Linked DNA regions of Mus musculus: all the other regions are linked to region 1. Evidence: chromatin contacts called from public promoter capture Hi-C data. All regions are on one chromosome and are shown on one strand. Each heading gives the region's core, a stretch centred on a gene start, on an enhancer-like site or on the middle of the called end of the contact. The rest is flanking DNA. Distances are from core to core; before and after follow the strand shown. Region 1 holds the start of Kcna5 (potassium voltage-gated channel, shaker-related subfamily, member 5). Region 2 overlaps Vwf (Von Willebrand factor). Region 3 overlaps Ano2 (anoctamin 2).

The links. Promoter capture Hi-C pulls out the DNA fragments that hold promoters and counts their contacts.
Region 2: a promoter capture Hi-C map of stem cell-derived epiblast-like cells shows a contact between it and region 1, with 3 times the contacts expected there. The contact joins the enhancer-like site here to the promoter of Kcna5 in region 1. A contact is called at or near these places in 9 of 39 promoter capture datasets (the 3T3-L1 cell line, the C10 cell line, cranial neural crest and 6 more), 4 of 484 Hi-C or Micro-C datasets (B cells, cerebellar granule neurons, cerebellum and 1 more), 2 of 115 datasets of contacts at active chromatin or transcription factors (astrocytes and embryonic stem cells) and 1 of 9 other capture datasets (embryonic stem cells).
Region 3: a promoter capture Hi-C map of hippocampal neurons shows a contact between it and region 1, with 3 times the contacts expected there. The contact joins the enhancer-like site here to the promoter of Kcna5 in region 1. A contact is called at or near these places in 9 of 39 promoter capture datasets (the 3T3-L1 cell line, embryonic stem cells, hippocampal neurons and 5 more), 1 of 115 datasets of contacts at active chromatin or transcription factors (embryonic stem cells) and 2 of 9 other capture datasets (embryonic stem cells and liver).

Annotation. Positions count from the first base shown.
Region 1 is chr6:126,534,045-126,537,070 of GRCm38.p6, reverse strand. Kcna5 (potassium voltage-gated channel, shaker-related subfamily, member 5) reads left to right here and starts at 1,516. Exons shown (of 1, transcript NM_145983.2): 1 at 1,516-3,026. The coding sequence starts at 1,908.
Region 2 is chr6:125,601,351-125,604,376 of GRCm38.p6, reverse strand. Vwf (Von Willebrand factor) reads right to left here. Exons shown (of 52, transcript NM_011708.4): 14 at 858-1,053; 15 at 32-247. Among named protein-coding and RNA genes, the nearest start is that of Vwf, 50 kb to the right of the region's middle. Within about 2 kb of position 1,461, at least 161 of the 459 cell types and tissues checked have an H3K27ac peak or open chromatin away from gene starts, as enhancers often do. A contact at or near this core is called in cerebral cortex, where this site is marked.
Region 3 is chr6:125,849,998-125,853,023 of GRCm38.p6, reverse strand. All of the region lies in intron 10 of Ano2 (anoctamin 2), which reads right to left. Among named protein-coding and RNA genes, the nearest start is that of Gm24947, 33 kb to the left of the region's middle. Within about 2 kb of position 1,608, at least 1 of the 459 cell types and tissues checked has an H3K27ac peak or open chromatin away from gene starts, as enhancers often do. A contact at or near this core is called in hippocampal neurons, where this site is marked.

The DNA.
Region 1 (3,026 bases), core at 267-2,766:
GCCTCAAGTTTCCAAAGCACCTGTATTTGTAGACTCATTCACAGACAATAGGTGGTGACATCCCTGGAGTAGAATCTCAAACAATATGCAGGAAAAGAAAATAGACAATATAATCAGACACTCTGAATTACAGCAACTTTCCAGCAATGTAAAAACAAAAAACATCTGGAGGAAGCTGTATCTAGAATTGGCTGACAGACCTTGAAAAATCCTCCCCTTGGCTTTTGGAGACCACAACAGCCTCAGAGACTAAAGACAAGGGCAGAGTGTAGAGAGGGACCCTGGCATCCCAGCCTAGAACCCAATCTTTATCTTACTCATTCTTCTGCCTCCTGCAATGGAAGAAGGGCCTCAGGCCAGATGTGGGGAGGGGAGAAAGAAGCGAGCTCCCTAAACCCAGCAACTTGGGTTTGAATTGCAGCGTTGATACTTTCTAGTTCTGTGGCCTCCATATACAATGTAGTCAAGTTCTGTGGCCTCCATATACAATGTAGTCAATCTATCTGTGCCTGAGTTTCTTTGTATGTTGAAGGTAGTCCTAGTACTTACAAAGTAAGCTGATGCAAAAACACACAAGTCCAGAATGATCTGGACATACTAGCAATAAATAAGTCCCTCTGCCTCCTCTTTACACAGGTTTCTATGCAGTCGCTAGCTTAGAGCTTTCCCGTGCACAATTATTCTCCACCAGGATTTATTCTCTTTTCTCACTGTGCATTTTACAAAAAGAGGATTAGGTGAGGAGGCTGGAGGGATGGCGAAGAATGCAGAGGCAGGAGACCAGACAGCTTCTCTCTCAGTTGAGACTCCTCCTGGCTCCATACTAGCAGATCAAATCACCAATGTCTGGATGATGAAAAGCAGGCTTAAGGGGGTGCTGTGAGGTCTCAGTCTCATACCTTCCAATGGATCTGTAGATAGACTGGAAGAGTTCCAGAGTACACACACACACACACACACACACACACACACACACACACACACACAGCTCGCTGCTCCCCTGCAGTGTCATTTTTCCCAAAGAGAGAGGCTGTTAATCTATAAAGCATTGGTTTTGCAACCTGTGGTTCACAATCCTTTTGGCAAACCTCTATTTCCAATAATATTTACATTACACTTCAGTAACAAATTCCATTTATGTTATGATAACAATAGTAAAATCACAGTTATGAAGTAGCAACAAAAATAAATTTACCGTTGTGGGGTTCACCACAACATGAGGAACAGTGTTAAAGGTTGCAGCAGCATTAGCAAGGTTGAGAAGCACTGCTCTAAAAGAAAAACACCCAGAGCACTCTCTTCTCCACTCACTGGAACTCAGCTACAAGCCTTCCCCTTGCATCTAAAGCAGTTCCCACCCCCTGGAGTCCCCTTTCCGCTTTCTGTGCATTCCCAGGTGATCTGAGATCCTGAAGCTATTCTCATCCTGTTGCCCTGGGAGTTTTCAGCGCTCCTGGTACAACCTGTTCCTCGCTCCTCAGGCTCTTTTCCTCCTCCCCTTCCTGTCCTTGCTGCTGGGGCCCCAGCTGAACCCTCCAGAGAGACACTCTCTGACTCCGTCCCCAGAGGAGAAACAGGAGGGGGAGGAGGAGAGGAGGGAGCCACAGAGGGCGGAGGCCGGGGAGCTCAGCCAGAGAGGGGCTGCTGGAGGTTGCATCTGCTGGAAGGAGGTTTTTCTGCTGCCTGGTAACCAGCTGCCAGAACACTGAGAGGGAGAGAGAGAGGCAGGGAGCAGGGGCAGCAGCTTCTTGACGTCAGGACCAGCCAAGGGGATCCAGCCAGCTACCCCAGCCAGCCTAGAGCCAGCGGGGGCCCTCGGCTGAAGAGGAAACCGCGAGGCGCGGAGCGTGAGTTGGGGTGTGGGAACCGGTTGTCTGGGGGCGCAGCATGCCCCTTGCCCCCGGGCCATGGAGATCTCCCTGGTGCCCATGGAGAACGGCAGTGCCATGACCCTCAGAGGAGGAGGGGAGGCAGGGGCAAGCTGTGTGCAGAGCCCCAGGGGAGAGTGTGGGTGCCCTCCGACGGCTGGACTCAATAATCAGTCCAAAGAAACATCACCGAGGAGGCGCGCCACACACGAGGATGCGGGCCAGGGTGGGAGGCCTTTGCCCCCTATGCCTCAGGAGCTGCCACAGCCTAGAAGGCCATCTGCTGAGGATGAGGAGGGAGAAGGCGACCCTGGCCTGGGCACAGTGGAGGAGGACCAGGCTCCTCAGGACTCAGGATCACTCCATCACCAGCGGGTCCTCATAAACATCTCGGGTTTGCGCTTTGAGACGCAGCTGGGCACCCTGGCGCAGTTTCCCAACACCCTCCTGGGGGACCCAGTCAAACGCCTGCGCTACTTCGATCCCTTGAGAAATGAGTACTTCTTCGACCGCAACCGGCCTAGCTTCGATGGCATTTTGTACTACTACCAGTCTGGGGGCCGCCTGCGCAGGCCGGTCAATGTCTCCCTGGATGTGTTTGCAGATGAGATCCGCTTTTACCAGCTGGGGGACGAGGCCATGGAGCGCTTCCGGGAGGATGAAGGCTTCATCAAGGAAGAGGAGAAGCCCCTGCCCCGCAATGAGTTCCAGCGCCAGGTGTGGCTTATCTTCGAATACCCAGAAAGCTCTGGGTCAGCAAGAGCCATTGCCATCGTGTCGGTCTTGGTCATTCTCATCTCTATCATCACCTTCTGCTTGGAGACTCTGCCTGAGTTCAGGGATGAACGGGAGCTGTTACGCCACCCCCCAGTGCCGCCGCAGCCCCCAGCCCCTGCCCCAGGGGCAAATGGCAGTGGCTCTGGTGTCCTTTCCTCTGGCCCCACAGTGGCTCCGCTCCTGCCTAGGACACTGGCTGACCCATTCTTCATCGTGGAGACCACATGTGTGATCTGGTTCACTTTTGAGCTGCTTGTGCGTTTCTTTGCTTGCCCCAGCAAGGCAGAATTCTCTCGGAATATTATGAACATCATTGATATTGTGGCCATCTTCCCCTACTTTATCACCCTGGGCACCGAGCTGGCAGAGCAACAACCAGGG
Region 2 (3,026 bases), core at 212-2,711, 930 kb after region 1:
AAAGGAGGTTAACTGGTTATGGAGTTCTCACCACAGAAGCCAGGCTCCCGCCACCCGATGTGCACGCCTTTTCGGGCACACTCGGCAGCATAGTTAGCTACTGCGTTACACAGGCAATCCCGGCTGTCGGAGCAGGAGCAAACATCATAACGGCAGTTCTGCAGATAGGGCAGAGGGCTGACTGCGTGGTGGCAGGCCTCGAACTTGGAGGACGTCAGGAGCGCACAAGCCTCCTCTGCAAACCTGGCTGTTGAAGAGAAAGGAGAGCCTGTGCAGAACAAGACGTGGCCCTGCCCGTTCCTCTGGGGCCAGCCTCAGGGACTCTAACATCCATACCTCACCCCACCCTCTTCCCCACAAACAAAGCCAGTTCCCTTTTCTGTTGCTACCAAAATTAATCTATCTGGCTCTGGCTTCTGGTGCCAATGTACAGTTCTGCGTTTGGCTCAGTAACGGGTAAATGTGCGTTCCCCAAAGACCCACTGACCGGAGACGGTGGTTAGAGTAGCAGAAGCTAGCAAGAGCAGAGATGTCGCAGCACCGTGTCCACACAGGGTCACTGCAGCGCATCTATCATACAAGTCAACTTTAAGCTCCCACACCCACCGCTGCTCTAGACTGGGTCTTTTCCGGGCCAGAAACGACCCAATATTCTATTCTTTCTTGGGATTTCACCCATGGATGGAGGGTGTTCAATAAACAAACTTTGAAAAGGAAATGAGCCAAATGTGGATCTCAACGGCCAGTGGTCAAAATAAAGGCTGGGCCAATGGCTCCGCCTTTGCCTTCCCTCTCTCTGTGTCCCGTGGAATGCCTGCCTGGACCACGGGAGACCCCGGGGTCTGCGGCTCACATACTCAAGCGTGGATTCAGGCTGCAGGGGTCGCTGTGTTGCCTGCGCAGGTCCGAACAGTCCCCTTGAAGCTTCCAGGCGTTTCCGAAGTCTACCACCAGGGGCTCCACCAAGCCGGCCGGCGTGAGGAAGTCGTCTCCCTTGTTGCCGTTGTAATTCCCACACAAGCCACAGGTCTTCCCAGAATAGACTGGGGACAGCTGCCGGAAGAAGCCGGGCCTTGGAGCAGCTGTCCCCCAGTGCCACAATGGTTCCACTTAGTTAATGAGATCATTTGCACCAAAAAATTTCCCCAGGTGAAAAATTAATGTCAGGACGACTAAGTCCCGGGCTGCGAACTGGAGGACCACTGCAAGCTATGCAGCTAGGTGTCGTGCAGCTGGCTGTCGCTCCTCAAAGAAAAGTCAGCCAGAAGGATTCTAGGAATTAGGGGGAGAGAGAGAAGAAGAAGGAGGGGGGGAGGGGGAGGGGAGGAGGAGGGACACAGGGAAAGAGAAGAGAAGGAGGAGGGAGATAGGGAAAGAGAGAAAGAGGGAGAAAGGGGGAGGGAGAGAGGGAGGAAGAAGAGGGGGAGGGAGGGAGAGATTGCCTAAGATCCCATCGAGGGTGACACGGCTGGAAAGAGCAAGCAACTTGAATCCCCCAGACCTTCGTGCTCCCTATGTCTGTGACTAAAGTGACTATCAACAGACATGGGCTAAGCAACAGTGAGAGAACATGCAAACTGTTCGTTGGACAGATATTAGTTACAAACAGACAAGGCAGACTGAGGACGGTGTAGTCCAAGCCCCCAGGAGCTTGTGTCTGGTGTCCAGGAGCAACACCTGTCTTCTAATCTCCTGCTGAGGACACCAGGAAGGAAGCAGGGCTCAGATTCTATCCCCTTCTCTCAAGGAAGCAGGGCTCAGATTCTAGCCCCGTCTCTCACTCGCTGATCAGACCTCAGCAGTGAGCCATGATGAGTTTGACCCCAAAGTGCACACTCAGGGCCAAGCAGTGGTGTGGAGGCAGCTTTTTCCCAGGACAGCTGGGGCGCCACTGAATTCCATGGTGCAGATTTGAAGAACTGGTAGGGACCAGACCCCAAGAGTCCAATGATAGCTCTGTGGGTAATCAGTGAAACCAGGTGGTCCCCGCACACCCCCCATCCTGATGATCCAAAGTCTCACAGGTCAGGCCTGAGTCCCCGTAGTCATCTTGGAAGCCCCTTCTAGCTCCCAGCTGTGACTTAACAAGGTGCATGTGGAAGGTTCCAGACCCACAGACATACATGCAACTAAGAAAGGTGGGCAAATGGCCTTCCTTGTTTGTTTTACAAATGCCAAGTCACACACACACACACACACACACACACACACACACACACACACACACAAGGCAATCAAGGTCTTTTCCCTGACTTTCCAGCTTAAAACTAAAGCACACTGCTGTGACCTCGGATGCTGTTTCTCAAAGCCATGAGGGTCTTTCAAGGTCCTTCCAGACTGAATATTTCCATAATTCCATGATCTCGTTCTTGTCTGTCCCTTCTCATTGCCTTACAAGCACACAGTGGAATTTTCCAGAGGCCCTGTGATCTGAAATGCTGTAGCAGATTGATTGCAGAAAGAGATATGAGAATCCAGCTGTCTTCTATTAAATGAATCGTTAAGGAGATCTGCAGCCATGTGCGGCCATGGTATTTTTCTTGCTGCTTACTTACTGTTGTCTCCTGATCCCCGTCTAACTTATTTTTCAAGGGAAAAGTACTTACAAATGTCTGTTAGGAAACAAGGTTTAGTATTATGTTATAAATGAGTTAAGTGCTTTAATGCCTCCGCGTTAACATTTTTTCTGTCTGGGGTTTTGCTTTTCTGTTTGTGTCAGGATCATACTATTGAGCTCAGGTCGGCTGAAACTCACCATGTAGCCCAGGCTGGCCTCCAGCCCCTGTCACCTTCCTCCTCATCTCTGGGATATGTCTCTATGCTCAGCTTTGATTTAGCCATTAGCCTGGCAAGTATCAGTAGCTATAATCTCACTAAAGATCTCAGGGACTCGCCTCAGCCATTTTTAAGAATCTAACAACATCCTGACACCCGACAGTGAGGACCATGGTCTAACAACAGGAGGGTACCAGCCAGTGAACTAACCCTCATTGTGTTGAGGATGAGGGCTGCTGGTGGTTCCCCAT
Region 3 (3,026 bases), core at 359-2,858, 680 kb after region 1:
TCAAGTGGTGATTAGAGACACATGCTCGTGCCCAGCCCGCGATCACTTATCGCCTGGTGGTTTTGGCCATTTTACAGTGTTTTTATTCTCATCCTTAAATATTGCTTACTTCGTACCCAGGAAAAAAATCTTTAAATAAAGATGGAAACATAAGGAACACTGATGGCGAGATATAGCACTGAAGCGTAGAGCGTGGAGATGGGAAGAACAAACTCCACAAACTGGCCTGCATGAGGTATTCACAAAGAGGCATGTGTGCTGCTACAGTTTAGATCTGAAGTATTTCCGCGTGGTTCAGGCACTGAAGTCTTCATCTCCAGCCCATAGTAATATTGGGGGGCTTTAGGAGTTGAGGCCTAGAGGGTGGTCTTTGGGACACTGGGGGTAGTGTACTCTCAAATGAGATTGTAGGGCCTCTGTCTCCTTATTTTCTCATTATCTTAGGATTTGGTTATTATAATAGAAAGTAAATACTTGAATGTAACTCAAAAAAAAATCATACTACATGGAAAGGCACCTTTGTTCCGAAACACAGTGCTTAAAATGAAGGAAGATAATATGATCGTTGGACACAGTTGGCTGATCGATCGGTTATTGGGAGCTAAACTGACTCTATTCACCCTACTAGGAAGACCATACTAAGAAGTCTTTGCAATGGTAATCTAAACCTTTCTCTTTTGCTCATCATCTGGAGAGTGAAATCTACTTAGGTAAATCAGCCAGGTGTTTAACTCAAAAGGCAAACATAACAAATTTCTGTTTTTAAAGGCTGTACTTTTGATCAGATTTACAGTAGTAGGCATGGATTTCCTCCCATGGAACAGACCCCAAAAGCGATCATAAAGTAGTTGGTTCTCTCATAGTAGTCATGGCACTCTTGTATCAGTGCCTATCAGTACAGCATTCGGGCTCCAGCACTGCGTAAGATCACTGATCCATCTCCTTTCCAGGAAGCTTGAGTGGCACTTTCTGGCAGAACGAAAGCCAGCCAGTCAGCAGAGAGGACAGCTCCCTGTGGGCTAGAGCTTGATTTCTCTGTGTTCTGAAGCCATCATGTTTGGTGTCTTCAACAACAGTGTTTGTTACATAATTCTAGCAGGTAACCTACTGTCGTTATTTTGCTAAATGATCTTTTCAAGCAGCCTACTAGTTACATTTATACTCACAGACCTAGGCTATTCTCAACCTTGGTTAGAGACCTTTCTTTGTGCAGTGGGTAGCAATCAATGCTAAGCAGTCAGTGCCAAGATTCATAATTGATAAAAGTGTTAAAGAATCAATGACCCTTGAGTGCACATCCCTAATAGGACATTGTTATCAGCTCTTCACCTCCACCAAAGTTCATGGACTATCACTGAAGAAGATGCAGAAAGAAAGAGTCTGAGGATGGGGAGGACGTCTATAAACTACTGTCTTCTGGATGTACCATGTCCACTGCACTGATGAACTCATTGGAACCGTGGTTACCTACACAAGACCTGCACAAGATCAAGTCATCTAAAATTCCTGCATGGATGTGGGGGGGAGGGAGCCATAAGGCCGTGCTCATAACTGAGGAGCTATTTGAAGTTAATAGTTGCTGGGAGAAGGAGAATCATTCTTCATTGGGGTGTGCCTACAGATAAATTGGCCATACGCCAATGGATGGCAGACACCACACCCACTCACGTATGTTCAGTACTAGTTGGGCTTTGTATTTTTTTTTTTTTAAAGAAGAGGAGGATATTTCATTGGAATAAAAATGTGTCATTGGTATCTGGGTGTGTTAAGAAGGAAAATGGGGGCAGATATGATTACATTCATTTGACATTAAATTCTCAAAACTAAATTAAAAACAAAGTAAAATAAATGAACTATTTTATTATTTAAAAAGTGGGGCAGTTTGTCTACTTTCATGGTGAAATATGATAGTAAATTTGAATCTTTGTTTTATAGACATCGTTCTCCAAACGAAAGATGACATACTCTGGTATTTAAAAATATATGTTAGAATATCGTGGGTTCTTTCTTATATAATTTAATGTGAGAACATAAACATCATGTGCCACATTTGCTTAAAAAGGAATGCATTTGTCTTTATGAAGGGAGTTTTATATAAGATTGTCACTGAATTTAATCGTGTAATATCCAAATACATAACATTTCTACTTAAAGTCACATCCTCATAATATTCACACAATGTCCAAGGAGTCAGCCTCACTTTGGAAATGAAGTCCATGGGGATCCAGGGGACCCTTGTCCATATTCTTTGTGTCACAGAGCCTCACATCCACAGGCTGCACCAAGTGGCTCTCTGGGCTCTTTGACCTTTAGCTTGGCCAAGGAATTAGACAGTGAGGCCTTAATCATTTCCAGCTCTCTAGCTAAAAAGGAGCCAGTGTAACAGCTCCAACTGGGGGGTCATTTTAATCACCTGAGCATAGCTTCCTTTGGATTGTATATGCCTCCCTCTTCGTGCCCCTGAAGAAGCAGGGGTGCTAACTAACCATCTCCCTGTTTGCTGCTCTTTAGAGCACACTTTCCATCCCCTATTGGTTTTTACTGTCCTCAACTATCCTTATGTCAGGACCCCAATAGCACACAGTTCAAGTATCAAACATAAAATGTTATGAATGGAGTTGAAAGTTAGATCTCCTATAATTCTGTTCTTTTATAGAGTAAAGGAGCGTAGGTAAGGGATATTACAAGAGTTGTCAAAAATCACCACCAACAAGGCAGATCAACAAGGCAATGCCACAAACAGAAACCTAATCTTATGAGATAATAATAATAATAATATAATAATAATAATATATTAGCACCATCATTGCACCAGCAACAGCAATAGCAGCACCAGTTACAAAAAAATTGGGGGACAGATTTCAAAATTCAAAGTTCTTTAGCATGAGGATCCACAACTTGACCCTTATTTGGCAGATGGAGATATCAAAGCTAAGTAAATTTTCATCTAAGACAAGATTATTGACCATTATATCAGGAGTAGGAAAAGTCACCAAGGTTTGTTCCTTAGTGTGCACAAGATAAAT